Regions from separate parts of the Mus musculus genome. Here all the other regions are linked to region 1. A link is a contact called in public promoter capture Hi-C data. All regions are on one chromosome and are shown on one strand. The core of a region is the stretch at or near the end of the contact, and the rest is flanking DNA. Distances in the headings are between cores, read along the strand shown.

The links. Promoter capture Hi-C pulls out the DNA fragments that hold promoters and counts their contacts. Capture Hi-C pulls out chosen DNA fragments and counts their contacts.
Region 2: a promoter capture Hi-C map of adipose tissue shows a contact between it and region 1. The contact joins the promoter of Fbxo27 here to the promoter of Psmc4 in region 1. A contact is called at or near these places in 1 of 39 promoter capture datasets (hematopoietic stem and progenitor cells) and 1 of 9 other capture datasets (adipose tissue).
Region 3: a promoter capture Hi-C map of neural stem cells shows a contact between it and region 1. The contact joins the promoter of Sars2 here to the promoter of Psmc4 in region 1. A contact is called at or near these places in 4 of 39 promoter capture datasets (erythroid cells, liver and neural stem cells).
Region 4: a contact with region 1 is called in a promoter capture Hi-C map of pre-B cells, with 4 times the contacts expected there. The contact joins the promoter of Coq8b here to the promoter of Psmc4 in region 1. A contact is called at or near these places in 2 of 39 promoter capture datasets (erythroid cells and pre-B cells).
Region 5: a promoter capture Hi-C map of pre-B cells shows a contact between it and region 1, with 3 times the contacts expected there. The contact joins the promoter of Pak4 here to the promoter of Psmc4 in region 1. A contact is called at or near these places in 4 of 39 promoter capture datasets (erythroid cells, neutrophils, pre-B cells and 1 more), 3 of 484 Hi-C or Micro-C datasets (CD4 T cells and embryonic stem cells) and 1 of 115 datasets of contacts at active chromatin or transcription factors (pancreatic cancer cells).

Annotation. Positions count from the first base shown.
Region 1 is chr7:28,048,792-28,051,491 of GRCm38.p6, reverse strand. Psmc4 (proteasome (prosome, macropain) 26S subunit, ATPase, 4) reads left to right here and starts at 1,400. Exons shown (of 11, transcript NM_011874.2): 1 at 1,400-1,509; 2 at 2,290-2,388; 3 at 2,513-2,699. The coding sequence starts at 1,474.
Region 2 is chr7:28,691,846-28,694,545 of GRCm38.p6, reverse strand. It overlaps Fbxo27 (F-box protein 27), which reads right to left and starts at 1,402. Exons shown (of 5, transcript NM_001163702.1): 1 at 896-1,402. The coding sequence starts at 1,250.
Region 3 is chr7:28,740,569-28,743,268 of GRCm38.p6, reverse strand. It overlaps Sars2 (seryl-aminoacyl-tRNA synthetase 2), which reads right to left and starts at 1,301. Exons shown (of 16, transcript NM_023637.3): 1 at 987-1,301. The coding sequence starts at 1,253. It overlaps Mrps12 (mitochondrial ribosomal protein S12), which reads left to right and starts at 1,448. Exons shown (of 3, transcript NM_011885.5): 1 at 1,448-1,504; 2 at 1,715-1,782. The coding sequence starts at 1,734.
Region 4 is chr7:27,231,574-27,234,273 of GRCm38.p6, reverse strand. Coq8b (coenzyme Q8B) reads right to left here and starts at 1,261. Exons shown (of 15, transcript NM_133770.2): 1 at 1,101-1,261; 2 at 702-809; 3 at 453-572; 4 at 267-333. The coding sequence starts at 806.
Region 5 is chr7:28,596,846-28,599,545 of GRCm38.p6, reverse strand. Pak4 (p21 (RAC1) activated kinase 4) reads left to right here and starts at 1,362. Exons shown (of 10, transcript NM_027470.3): 1 at 1,362-1,511.

The DNA.
Region 1 (2,700 bases), core at 151-2,650:
GTGGTCACTGTTTTTCTGTCTTTTAATTCTTCAACTGATGGAGGGAAGGAACCCACCTGCTAGCCAGTGTGAGAGCTACTGTAGATTCTCCATACCATACAGAACAGATAGGACGTTCAATTTGTGCAGCATTATGTAGCTAGAAAATAATGATTTGTGCCTGCTACCTATCTGTGCCCCAATAAAAAGTTTACTTAACAAAAACTATAGCTGTTATGAAGTGTGGTAGTGTATATCCCTGGTACAAGGAATACAGATCTAGGTTCTAACCCTGCTTTACCAGTTGCTCAAGTGACTTCAGTGCTTGGCACCAGCTTCCTTCTTTGTAGAAGAGAATATAATACATACTAAGGATTTTAGCTGGGCTTGCTTAGCATATCAAAGTTCCTGAGCCATAACAACAATCAAAACTCAACAGGAGGCTGAAAAGATGGCGCACACAGTCTGTAACTCCAGTGCCACAGATTCCTATGCCCTTTTCTGGCTTCTGCATGTACTGAATCCAGGTGCACAAATTCGCACTCCGATATACACATGTACACGTAACTAAATATAAAATCCTTTCAAAACGTTTAATTATGTGTAAGTGTGTTTCTGCTAGCGGGGACGTGTGCTTGAGTGCAGGTGCCTGCAGAAACCGAAGGAGTTGCCTACAGATGCTAGTGAGCTGCCCCACCTGGGTGCTGGGAACCGAACTCGGGTCCTGTAGAAGAGCCACAAGTGTTCTTCAGCACTGGGCCATCTTGACAGCCCCTAAAAATAATGTGAAGAGGACAGAGAAGAAAAGATTCGACAGGACTCCGCAAAGATCTGCATTCGCAGCTGCCTCGGTTTCTCCAGCTTTGGTACGATCTGATTGGCTCCTCGCCGTTCTGTGACCTCTGCTTCTCTCTTCAGGTGGCGGCCAGAGAAGGTCAAGAGATTCTTCTGTGGAACTAAAGGCTTCTTTAGTGCCTCTCGTTTCTTATACTTAGTTATGTCTGCGAATTCCTTCTAACAAAGCTCTGGAGTTTTTAACAAGTTAGGACAGGACTTGATTAATCTTCATATTCTCAGTTCGGGGCTGGCTTTGTAAAGACAAGAAAGTAAAAAAGTGGATAATATTAAAATCAATCAATCAATCCTCTGGAGACTTTTCTTCAAGAGCAACTCGGCCGCGCCATCTACTGGAGAAACCTTCACAACGCGCGACGGGCCGCGAAGCAGGATGGCGCCAGAACAAGAGTTACTGCGCACGCGCAACATCCTTGCGGGTCCGCGCGCGCGCGCCTGGAGCGCAGAGCGCAGGAACCCATCTTGGGGGCGGAGCCCAGGGCTAAGAGTTTCCCGCCCTTCCTGTTATCCGGCCCGTCAGGTCAACCCGCAGCGGTACCTTAAAAACTACGTTTCCCAAGATGCTCTATGTGAAGGACTTCCGTTGGCGTCAGCGGAAGCCGTGACTGGCCGGGCTGCACTGAGGCCGGCTTGGTCACTATGGAGGAGATAGGCATTTTGGTGGAAAAGATTCAGGTGCAGTGGGGATCTGGGTTTCTTAGCGGGAGCTGGACATGAGTGGGGTGCTGAGGGGTTCTCAGGATCCCAGCTCTGGGCTGGGTGGTTTCAGAGGCCTCGGTGTCGAGCTTTGGGTGGTCCCGGGGCCTGGCGGGGTAGTCATGTTGTCAGGAGGGCGGCAAAGCTCAGAAAAGCAGAGCGGGAGGAAAGTGGCGTTGAACTTAAAGACTTTTCAGACAGAACGGTTGCGAGGCCTGGAGAGCTGTGCTTACTAGCTTTTCGGTTTGGGGTCTGGACCAGGTGGAGGATGATGTATGGGGGCCCCGTGGCCTAGGTATGTTCGTGGCCAAGGGACCAGTGGACTCACTGTGCTTGGGACGTGAACGGTGAGGCGTTAAGTATTGGTTGTGGTTTGGCTGAGTGACCTTTGGCTTTAACGTGAGTTGGGAATCTGACATGAAAGCTTTTGGGGGGGGGAGGGGAAGAACTGGGTAATGAGACTCTGAATGTGACTCTGACTTTAAAATCCATGGGACTTTTAGAACCTCTTGAGGGGACTGGGATGCTAAGGTTCGGTATGGAGCTGCTGCAAAACTTTCATGATGAGTTTTGTTTAAGGGGCCTACTATTAGCAATCTACATAGGGGACTGAGCAGCTCCTGTATCTATTGAGAGATAGTGAATGATGTCAGGTACTGGAGACATAGGTGACTTGGTGGCGAAATAGGAAGAACGCTTTCGCTGATTTCACGAGATGATTCTCTGCTTCCAACACCAAGTTGTCTTTACCGTCTACAGGATGAGATTCCAGCACTGTCCGTGTCTCGGCCGCAGACCGGCCTGTCCTTTCTGGGACCCGAACCTGAAGACCTGGAGGACCTGTACAGCCGCTACAAGGTGTGTTCAACCCTAAGCTGGCTCCTGCATACCTCCCATCCCCCATCACATACGCCCCCCCCCCCACCTCCCACTGTGGTACGGCAAGGCTGCAGCCAACCCTTTGCCCTCCCTGTGCGTGCAGAAGCTGCAGCAGGAGCTGGAGTTCCTGGAAGTGCAGGAGGAGTATATCAAGGACGAGCAGAAGAACCTGAAGAAGGAATTCCTCCACGCCCAGGAGGAGGTGAAGCGGATCCAGAGCATCCCCTTGGTCATCGGTCAGTTCTTGGAAGCTGTGGATCAGAACACAGCCATCGTGGGCTCCACCACAGG
Region 2 (2,700 bases), core at 153-2,652, 640 kb before region 1:
GCAGAAATACAAGGAGAGAACTGTGGATACAAAGTTGGCCGCTGAGCACCTACCACCTGTACGCGAGACTTGAGCCTTTTAACAACACACCAAAATAATTTTAAAAAATTAAAAGTTTATGTCTGCAGACTATGTATATATGCCCTCTCTCCAGAGGCCAGAAGAAAGGGTGGTCTCCCTGAGACTTGAGTTACAGATGGTTGTGAGTCTCCACTTGAGTGTTTGGAACTGAGCTTAGGTCCTTTGGAGGAGCAGCTCTTAGCCGCTGAGCTATCTTTCCAACCCGCAAAAACAAAAAGCAAAACAACAACAAAAACAAAATATACTAACAAAATTTAAAAATTTGTAACTGCTCTTCTAGAGGACCTGGGGTCAGTTCCCAGCTCCCAAGCCATGAGGCTTAGTCTCCTGAAACTCCAGGCGCAGGGACGAAAATAAATTGTTAAAATGTAAAAGCCAATGAAACAAAAGATATTTATGTGTTGATTTTAATTGCTCTTGGTGCCTCTCTGTGCATCCTGTCTCTCAGATAGAAGATATGCTGTTTGGTCCCCTCTACCGCTCTCTTATGTAGGTCAGGTGATTCCAGCTACTCTAACTGGGTCAAGTGTGACCCCACTTCTAGCCCCTCCCTCTGCTACATCTGTAGACCTGCCTCTTGGTTTAACTCTAGGCCCCGCCCATTTCATACCTTGTGACTCCGCCCTATCCTCTCACTGGTTTCCTTCTGGTCTCACAGCCTACAAATATCCCGTGACCCCGCCCTTAATACCTTCCGGGGGATTCCTTCTTGGCTCTGTCCATTAGCATTCTTGGGGCCCCGCCCTTTGTGCTACAGTTCTCTCTTGGTCCCGCCCCTAGGCTTCCTCTAGGCCCCGCCTTCTCAGCGCCTCACCTTGGCCACAGGGGTTGCTGATGAGGTTGCGTCCTAGCGGTCTCAGTGCGCAGAATTGGCCCAGCGGGCAGGGCGTGTCTTCGTGGGCAGGGGGCAGACAGCGGCGGGCTAGTGTCAGCAGGGCGCGGCCCGCTGCGCTGTGGTCACGGGCCAGCAGCAGCAACCATAGGGCCTGGCCATCTACCAGGGCGCGCCAGGCGCGGCACACTCGGCGGCAGTGCATCAGCAGCGTGCGCGGGGGCACGTGGCTCAGTACCAGCAGGAGCAGCTCCGGGGGCAGACGGCTCAGGTCCAGGACCTCCTGGGGGTCGGGCTCCGGCGTCGGGACCCGGGTCCTGGATATCCAGGCACCCATGGTCCCCGCGCCCCGCTTGGCTGGGACTGCAGGAGAAGAGGGGTTAGATGTTAGTGATTAGCAGCCTCTGCTGCCAGGCTTTGCAGCCGTCCACCCCGAGACTAACATCCCCGAAGCCATCCACTGTCTCCCACGTCCCTTACCGCCTCTCTGTCCCCAAAGCCTACCCTCCTCCCAGCCCGCTGGTGCTCACCGGCACCCCTGCCAGCTCCCCTTCGCGGCCTGGAGGACCGCATAGCTATAGCTTTGCCTAATACTATCCTTCCCAGGCGAAACCTCTCTGAGATTCGCCGAATGTCCAGCCCTGTGGATCCAGACCCCACCTCCTTCCGGCTTAGGACTGGTGGACAGTTTAGGAATCCACCTGAGGACACAGATTAGGCCAGGGCTCTGGCACAGTCCTAGCGGTTCAGCAACCAATCCAACACTTGGAGTGACCCTAAATCCGCAGTGGACGCCTGGCATCTGGTAACAACTATTATTTCGGGTAGGCATCCAAGTGGAAGGCTCCACCCCTAAACGCCTTGTGCAGTCCGTGACCTTAATCCCAGACAATCATCCAGTCATCCGCGATTTACAAGAAAAAGCAGGCTCTAGAGGACAACAATGACCCCGCTAATCGAAAGCATCAGCTGAAGCTTACAGTTTCGAACTTCGGCAACTTAGCACATTTTAAAAAGAGATTTATCTTATGTATGTGAGTACACTGTAGCTGTACAGATGGTTGTGAGCCTTTATGTGGTTGTCCGGAACTGAACTTTTAGAACTTCTGCTTGCCCCGGTCAGCCTTGCTTGCTCTGGTAGGTTCTGCTCGATCTGATCGACCTGCTGAGTCTCTGCTTGCTCCAACCCAAAGATTTATTATTATACATAAGTATACTGTAGCTGTCTTCAGACACACCATAAGAGGGCATCGGATCTCATTCTGGATGGTTGTGAGCCACCATGTGGTTGCTGGGATTTGAACTCAGGACCTTTGAAATGAGCCATCTCGTCAGCTCCCCGAACATCTTAACACAGAAAAGGAACCGAGGCTCTTAGAGGCCGTGACCTTCCTAAGTGACTAGTAGTGTTAGTGAGTGGGTCTAGCTCCAGATTTTTTTTTTTTTTTTTTTGACAGGGTCTCACTTTGTAGGGCTGGCTAGCCTGGAACTCACTGTGTACGCAAACTGAGAGACCTGCCTGCCTCTGCCTCCTGAGTGCTGGGACTAAAGACATGTATTACTATGACCAGCTCTGTCGGGCAGTGGTGGCGCATGCCTTTAATCCCAGCACTTGGGAGGCAGAGGCAGGTGGATTTATGAGTTTGAGGCCAACCCGGTCTCCAGAGTGAATTCCAGGACAGCCAGGGCTAAAAGAGAAACCCTGTCTCGAAAAAAAAAAAATAGTTTTATGTGTATGGAGGTTTGCCCGCATTTATGTCTCCACCATGTTTGTGCCTGGTATCTGG
Region 3 (2,700 bases), core at 52-2,551, 690 kb before region 1:
CTATTTGGCTTAGCCACCAGTGCTTACTGGTGAAAAACTAAACATGACAAAAACTTGAAATATGGCTAAAGTGATTGACAATGACTGGTGGTGTGAGAGTCTGTAGTGACCTGAATGAGAAATGTCCCCCATATCCTGACATTTGAACATGGTCAAATGATCAGTGGCTGGTGATGTTTGGGGAGGCTTAGGAGGCGTGGCCTTGCTGGAGGAAATATGTTCCTGGAGGTGGGCTTTGAGAGCTTAAAGCCTCGTCCTGCATCTAGTTTGAGGTCTGTGCTTCATGATTGTGGTTAAAGATGTGTGCTGTCAGCTTACTGCTCTGTGACCTGCTGCTATTCTGCCATTCCCTACCAAGCCCAAAATAAATCCTTCTGTAAGTTGCTTTGTTCATGGTGTTTTATCAAGGCAACAGAGTTGGGAAGATTCATCTATTACATTCGGAATTCACTACCGGCATGGAGACCCCCAATTTTAGTTCCCTATAAGGTAGAATTATGGCGCATAGTCTTAACCTCTGGATCATAAATACATGAACAGATATACCTTAAATATCTGTTTAGCAGGTATTTATCCATTCAACTCCATCAGGATGTTTATAGCAGGATGCAAAGCTCTGTCTCCAAAATTCCCTCTGATTCACACCTCCCTCCTCATTTTTCTTTGTGGCCTAAGGGTGAGCCCGGCACGAAGTTTGAGTACAGAAGACAATGGTATTTAGGTTCTGGGAGTACAGTAGATACCAACTGTCGAATTATGAAATGCATGCAAAAGGGCATGTAGGTCACAGAAGGCATCCACGACGTTCAATAGGGCCTCAGTTCTCCCTAGATCATTGGCACCTAAGTGGGTGTCATGCACAAGACATTGCCTAACTTGGGAAGGAACCCAAATTCCTGTTGAGTAGTTTTTCCCACAACTGGAATGCATCTGGTAAACCCAGTTCTGTAAAGCATCCTGCTCCCTCAGGGCGCAAGCGCACTCACAATCGCAGGCAGGTCGGCCGGCCGCAGCTCCCCCTTGCGGAGCTCCAGGGAGCGCGCGGCTTTTTCTGGGCATGCGCACACCGACTCCATGTCCAAGTAGGGAAGCTCGCTGTAGCCCTCTCGTGCGTGTTCGTACAGGAGGTTCCGGACTCGTTTCTCCGTAGCGAAACTCCTCCTTGGGTTCTGGCTGCACACGCAGCGTCCTCGGGACCGGAGCCCCTGGCGAGCCAGGAAAGGCCACCAAAGCCGCGCCATGGACGCAGCCATCTTGGAGTGGAAACAAGAAGTCACTCATCATGGACGAGCCAATCAGACGCGCAAGGAGATTTCCCGCCCAGGCTTCAGAATCCCTTCCAATGAGGAAAATGGAACTCAGCTAGAATCTGTTATTGTCCAATCGTCATCCTTGTCCCGTCCCTTCAGTGACGCAGGAAAGATCTAGCCAATCACTAAGGAGGAACCCCGGAAGGGGCTGGAGGTAGGGGTTGGCGTGTGTGCGACCCCGCTAGGTTGGTGAGGTGGGTGCAGTTATCTGTGATCCAGATCTCTCCTCTCTCCTCAGTTTCCCCTTCCAGTATCCGGGCAAGGGCGGTTGGGTCCTTGGGGGCCTACTCAGAAGGAGACTGAATTTGCGAGGGGACTTTCTGTTTTAGAGGAGATTCTAGAAGGCTCTGAGAGTGGGTTTCTGGTCCCAACCTCCTTTCTGAATGTCTTCTCTCCTAATACAGGGACGCTGCAGGCGGCGAGATGTCCTGGCCCGGCCTTCTTTATGGCCTCACCACGTCCCTCAGTCGTGGTAAGTGAGCATGGGCCACAGGGACGAGGACAGCTCCCTGGCATTTGCGTGTTTTTGCCAGATTTCGGATGGTATCATCTTTAAGCACGGTGCCTTTTCTATTTTGGAGACAGGGTTTCACTGTAGTCCAGGTCAACTTCCAAATCACTTTGTAGACAGGATGGCCTTGACCTCCTGACTACCGCTTCAATCTCCCAAGTTCTGGAGTTACAGGCGTTTTCTACCACGCTCCCGGCTCAGGGGGCAGGAGGTGGGAAGGTCCTGTGTTCTTAGAGTTTAAGTCAGTCTTAGTCATGGCTCCCCTGCATCGATAGCGGTGAATCCCTGAGATTGCATTGCCTGGTGATATTCTGTCTTAGTTTGTGTAAGTGCACTCTCGATGTCCGTGTAACAATCATACCAACAAATGCTCCTTTCTTGGCATGTCTCCCTGCTTAGGTGTCTCTCAGTAGTGTTTATTCCTTCAGTGTTTATTGATCACCCCCTACAGGTGAGAAGGCCAAGCTAAGAAGTTTAGTGGTGGCGCACACCTTTAATCCCAGCACTCGGGAGGCAGGCAGATTTCTGAGTTCGAGGCCAGGCTGGTCTACAAAGTGAGTTCCAGGACAGCCAGGGCTACACAGAGAAACCCTGTCTCAAAAAACCAAAAAAAAAAAAAAAAAAAGAAGAAGAAGAAGTTTAGTTATTCATTCACGTGCTATTTTTCTAATTCTAAGACGGGCCACCCATTGGAGGACAACTTTTATGTTCCTAGACATTGCCCAGACATCAGGTTTGTACACAGTGTTCTGAGGGAGGCAGGCATTGGGTATTCCATTCACATGGTATTTCGAGACAGGGTTTCTCTGTGTAGCCCTGGCTGTCCTGGAACTCACTCTGTAGACCAGGCTGGCCTCGAACTTAGAAATCCGCCTGCCT
Region 4 (2,700 bases), core at 12-2,511, 820 kb after region 1:
ATTACTTTTTGTTTCATACATGTCTGAACAATCTTGCTGCGGAACCTAAAGTCCTGCCACCTCACCTCTCAGCCCCCACTCCTCCATCAATAGAAGAAATAAACACAGGCCTAGCCTACAAGACCTTGCTCACATCAGGTTCTCAATAAACAGTAAGGTCTACGTTCTGTTTTTCCTTGTCTCTCTCTCCCTCCTAACCCTGTCTTTGATTCACCCTTTCCCTTGCTTCACCTGTAAATGTTCTCTCTGATCGAGGTCACACCTACCCCCAAAGCTGGCCAAGCGACTGATGCGGGAGGCAGGCACCTTGCGTTCACGAGAGCGATCACTCAGCTGAGAAAGAGGAGAGGTGTGAGGTAGGGAAGGTGGACAAGATGGCAGAAAAGCCCTGCAGACTTGCTGCCACTTTCCTCAGACTATCATGGGGGAGGGGGAAGAGGAAGCAATGATACCTGGGGCCGGGGTGCCTTCCTGAGCCGGGCCTCCCGTGCCCTGCGAATGTCATCTTCACTGAGGCCTCTTCCAGGCTGGTCTTGATGAACACTTTGGGCCAAGCAACTCCTACATGGCCCCTGCAGAGAAGTGGATTTTAAAAGAATGAAGGTCTAATCCTTTTTAGACCCATCTACATCATTTTACCTACTCCCCACCCCCCTTCCCTCAACCTCTTTTCCTTGGAGGCCCCCTCCTCAGCCTCTTACCCACCAGTGGGGCCTAGGTCCTAGGGCCCCCCCACAGGGCAGACGAACAGCCCTGCCCAGCGGTCCACAGGTCCTGCGCAGCATGGCACCTAGCTCCAGCCACATTGCCTAAGAAATAATAAGGATTACAGTACTGGGCCTCCTGCTTTGCGCTCTTGTTGGAAAAGCCCCCCTAACCCCCATATCTTTTCCCCTTTTATTTCCAGGTTTCTTCTAGTTACCCCCCCCCCCCCAGCCCGCCCACGTTGCTAAGAACTCAAGTTTTCCATAAGCGCCTCCCCAATCCCCACAAAACTCCTCGCTGTTGCTAAGGTTCTCTCCCGTTGCTAGACGTCCACAGAGCCGCCAGGACAACTCTCTACTTCTCAGCGCCCCTTTCGTTGCTAGGCATCGCCTTACCCTGGGCTGTTAAGCATTCACAATTCCTGTGCTGCCCCCTGCCTAGACACCCCGTTACGACCCCGTTACGGGGCACCTCCCCCGTTGCTAAGCACCCAGTCCACCAGGTTTAGGCTCCAGGTCTAGCACCCGCTGGGCCTCTTAAGCTTCCGGGAACGTCCGCACACCCGCCCCCTTTGATCAGCTAGCCAATGGTAGCACAGCAGCTCGCCGACGTTTGCAAAAACTCACCCCGCTGAGGAGGCGTGGCAAGGGGTGGAACCTAGGCTAAGGCTCTGTGGGTCTTCTGTGTTAGTCGGTGCGCACGTGAGCTCATTGTACTGACCAATGGTCCTTCTTGACAGAATTCTTCTACCCTCCTTTGTCCCTCTCTGTCCCTCTTTGTCTCTGTCTCTCTGTCTCTCTCTCTGTCTCTCTCTTCTTGCGTCCACTTCCCACCTGCTGAAATTGCAGGTCTGAACCATTATATCCACTTACATTTCCGCCTGCCAAGCTCAAAATCTATCCTATGTATTTGGACATCCTCCCCCAACCCCTGCCACCACGGATGCACGAATCCAGGGCCTTGTGCATTCCAGGGACGATTCTTGACCACTGAGCCACAACCCTAGAAATCTTTTTTTTTTTAAGATTTATTTATTTATTATATGTAAGTACAGTGTAGCTGTCTTCAGACACCCCAGAAAAGGGCATCAGATCCCATTACAGATGGTTGCGAGCCACCATGTGGATGCTGGGAATTGAACTCAGGACCTCTGGAAGAGCAGTCAGTGCTCTTACCCGCTGAGCCATCTCGCCAGCCCCAACCCCAGAAATCTTTAAACACATATTCTTCCAAGCAAACATTTCCCTTGCACATGGAGCCTCTCCACTTTGTACCAACACCCACGTCCTGGCACCCAGCCTCCTTCCTGGCACATATAAATCCACTGCCTTGCTTAGGAACTCTTCTCTGCCTTCACCATGACTCCCCTTGGCGGCATACTGTGCCGGTGTTCCCTCCTGCAGTCTACTCTCCACTCTGCCTACTTAGGAGATGGCCCTCAGTGGGAACCCTGCTTCCTTAAGGCCTGACATTTCCCAGAACACACTCAGTCAAGATTCCCAGCGCTGAGTCAGGAGCCTTGGCATGAGAGAAAATTGACTCACTCCTCTTGCTGTCTGGAATAGAAACAGCTGGTGGCTGGGACATCTTTCCCACAATTGAAGAGATGTGTTCCTCACGGCACCCTACTGTCGCTGTCTAGCCCCACCCCCTTTGTTGGGAAAGTCTGTCCCTTTACTGTGTGACCTCAGAAGAGCCCTCCTCCTTCTCTGGACCTCATGTTCTCTAACTTGTATGATGTCTGAGGTGGGTTCCCGTATCTGACTTCTTATTAGCCTATGAAGAGATGACTCATCCTGAAACCTTGGGCCTGTGCCCAATGTCCCTCCAATGGGTGACTCAATTTCAAGATTGAAAGCACCTCCAGTCCTCTTCCAAAGGTGAGGGTCTGACTCAGGAGCTGCAGGCTGCTTGCCATAAGGGACAGGCTGAAAAATCACCTCAGTGGATAATCCCACAGGGCCACTGCTCACAGTGGCCTCGCACCACAAACTC
Region 5 (2,700 bases), core at 113-2,612, 550 kb before region 1:
AGTGAATCTTTGGAGGGTGGAATTACCTTTTAGTCAGCCACCCCTTTTATAAATATGTACTGAGCATTTACATACCAATAATATCAAGGCTCTGGCTACGAGCAAAAAGCATAGTTCAAGGTCAGCCTGGGCTACGTCCTGAGACCCTGTCTCACGAAACCAAAACCAGCCAGCCAAACACAAAACCACAGGCGGCAAAGGAAAGGAAGCTTTGCCAGAAGCTGGCAAAGGATTTAATAGCACAAGGTAGGACATTTTGCCCCTTAGAGAACATAATGTTTGAGGAAAAACCCAAAGGAACCCTGGGAGTCAGGAGGATGCTTAAAGAAGAGAATCTTCCAGACAGAAGAAAAAGCCCGTGAAAAGAACCAGAGAAAGCCTGTTTGGGAAAACCTGTAGCCTCAGTCTCCCAAGGGGCTCAGCTGGGGAAAGCATTTGCCTAGAATTCTCTAGGGCCGGGGACTTCCCTAGTACTACTGCTTGCCTGTCCTGTATAAAAGCCCTAAGTTCAGTGTCTGATACCCAAATAAACAAATAAAACCCTCAAAATCCTTGATGAGAAAGCATTTTTAAATTTTTCAGTAAGACCTAATGAACCCATAGGTGGAAGGGTGTATTAGTTTATGGGCTTTGTTTCCGCTGTGTTTTCCATTTTGATTAATTTAAAAACACTTAATTACACTTATCCCTCTATTTTATGTCTATGGCTCTCTTGTGGAGGCTACAGATCAACTCCTGGGAATCAGTTCTACCGTGTGGGTCCAGGAGATCAAACTTCAGGCTCGGCAACAAGCGCCTTCTATCCACTGATGCATCTCACACACTCGTGATTGACTGACTTAAAAAAAAAAAAACTTATTTAAAAGATTAAGATCAAATAGTGTCAGATTTCCAGATTCGGACAGAGCTTCATTCAAAACTTGCTTTCAGTAGTCATAAACCAACTAGCATCCTATTAGCTTGTTTACCTGTAAAATGGGTGTTACAACAACAGGGTTGTGTTAACAGTTTACAGCAGAACTAGTCGCGTGCTAACAAAGGCATAATAAGTGCTTAAGAACTGTTTCTGGCCTTTATGTTCTCGTATTCCACTTTACTTTTTTGGGAGCCCGTGGGACTCTGCCACGCGAAAGTCGTTATTTCCCCTTTAAGAGGCGGAGTGGGCGGGGAGTCAACGATCCCGCACCTTTTCAAAACTTCCCAATCTCTGCTCTTCATTCTCCACCTAGCGGTCTCCGATTGGGCCACTCGCACCAATCAGTGGTTTTAGGGAACCCTGCCCGGCTCGCTGCCCCGCCTCCGAGTAGGCCCCGCCCATCACCCGGTCAGCTCCGTTGCCATGGGGACTAGTGGGCGGCGAGGAGTAGGGGAGGCCCCGGATGTTCATTGGGGATTCAACATGGCGGCGGCAGTAGCCGCGGCGGCGGCGGCGCGAGACCGCTGAGGGCGGTACGCGGGCACAGAGTTCTGGGCCAGGCAGCTAGGCCGCGAGCGACCGCGGCGCCAAGCCGGTAGGTTAGGGGGTTACCGTGCAAGGGGTTTGTGGCTGGGGGCGGGTGGGTCTGGGCACGCGCCGTGGGAGAGCGGTTATTCGGAAGGGGGCGGGGCCGGTCGGGTCAAAGTTCACTCTTGGAGGGGAGGGTCGCGTGGAAAAGGGTCGCGGGCCCAAAAATGAGGGAAAGGGGAGGGGACTGTCGCGACCAGTGGTTAGACCGGTGGAGGGGGCGTGGCCGGGTTTGAAATTTGTGCAAAGTTTGGAATACTAAGTGGGGGCGCATAGGAGGGGCTCGGAACGGGTCTCATAAAAGGGGGCGCTCAGAGTAACTTAAGAAGAGGGTGTGTCTGTCAGGGCTGGAGGTCACAACCTAGAGAAGTGGGCGGCTGCCCGGTCAAAGATTTAAAAGCCTCAACCGGAGGAGGAGGAGGAGGTGCTTGAGTTTTAGGTTTTGGGGGGGTGTCTGAGACAGCCCTTAGGTAGAAGGTACGAAGATAAAAATCTGACGGGTGAAGATGTTCTGGGAGGGCCAGAAACTAAAAACTCAAGTGGGGCACGTGCGGTGAGGAGGGGGACCAGGGACATCTAACAGAGCCTTCGAAAGTGTGTCCTGGTGTGTGTGGTGGGAGGAGAAGGGGAGCCCCTTCCCACTGATAATGAAGGCCACACACTGATAAAACACTGATGATAGGCTGGGCTTCCCTCTCCGCGTTAAAGCTCTGTGTATGTACTCATTTAGCGCGCAGTACAGCATCACTGGAGCCAAAGCTGTTATTAAGAAGCTAAGTGATTTGCCCCAGGTCAGCTAATGAAGTAAGGTGAGCAGCTGGGATTCCAGCTCCGGAGCTCTGTCCCAGAGTGCTTCTGTCTCCTGCTGCCTTTCACAAAATCTTGGTGCTGGTAAATGTTTAACGAGAGAGCGCGAGCGAGAGAGCGCGAGCGAGAGAGCGCGAGCGAGCGAGCGCACCGTGTATGCCTGGTCTTGTTTCATCCCTTATCTTGTGAGATGGGTGAGTTGGGTGTTAGAGAACACCCCTGTTTTCCAGGTAGAAAAAGTAATGCCAAGAAAGCTTTGTTAAGAGAAAGGAGCTTTGGTCTGCTACCTGCCACAGGGTCCACTTCCCAGGAGGTCTGTTCCTGGAAGCCACTCCCTGGGTGGGAACAGAGTGTCTGTTTAGCCTCCTTGGAAGGGTGTGACCTGGGAG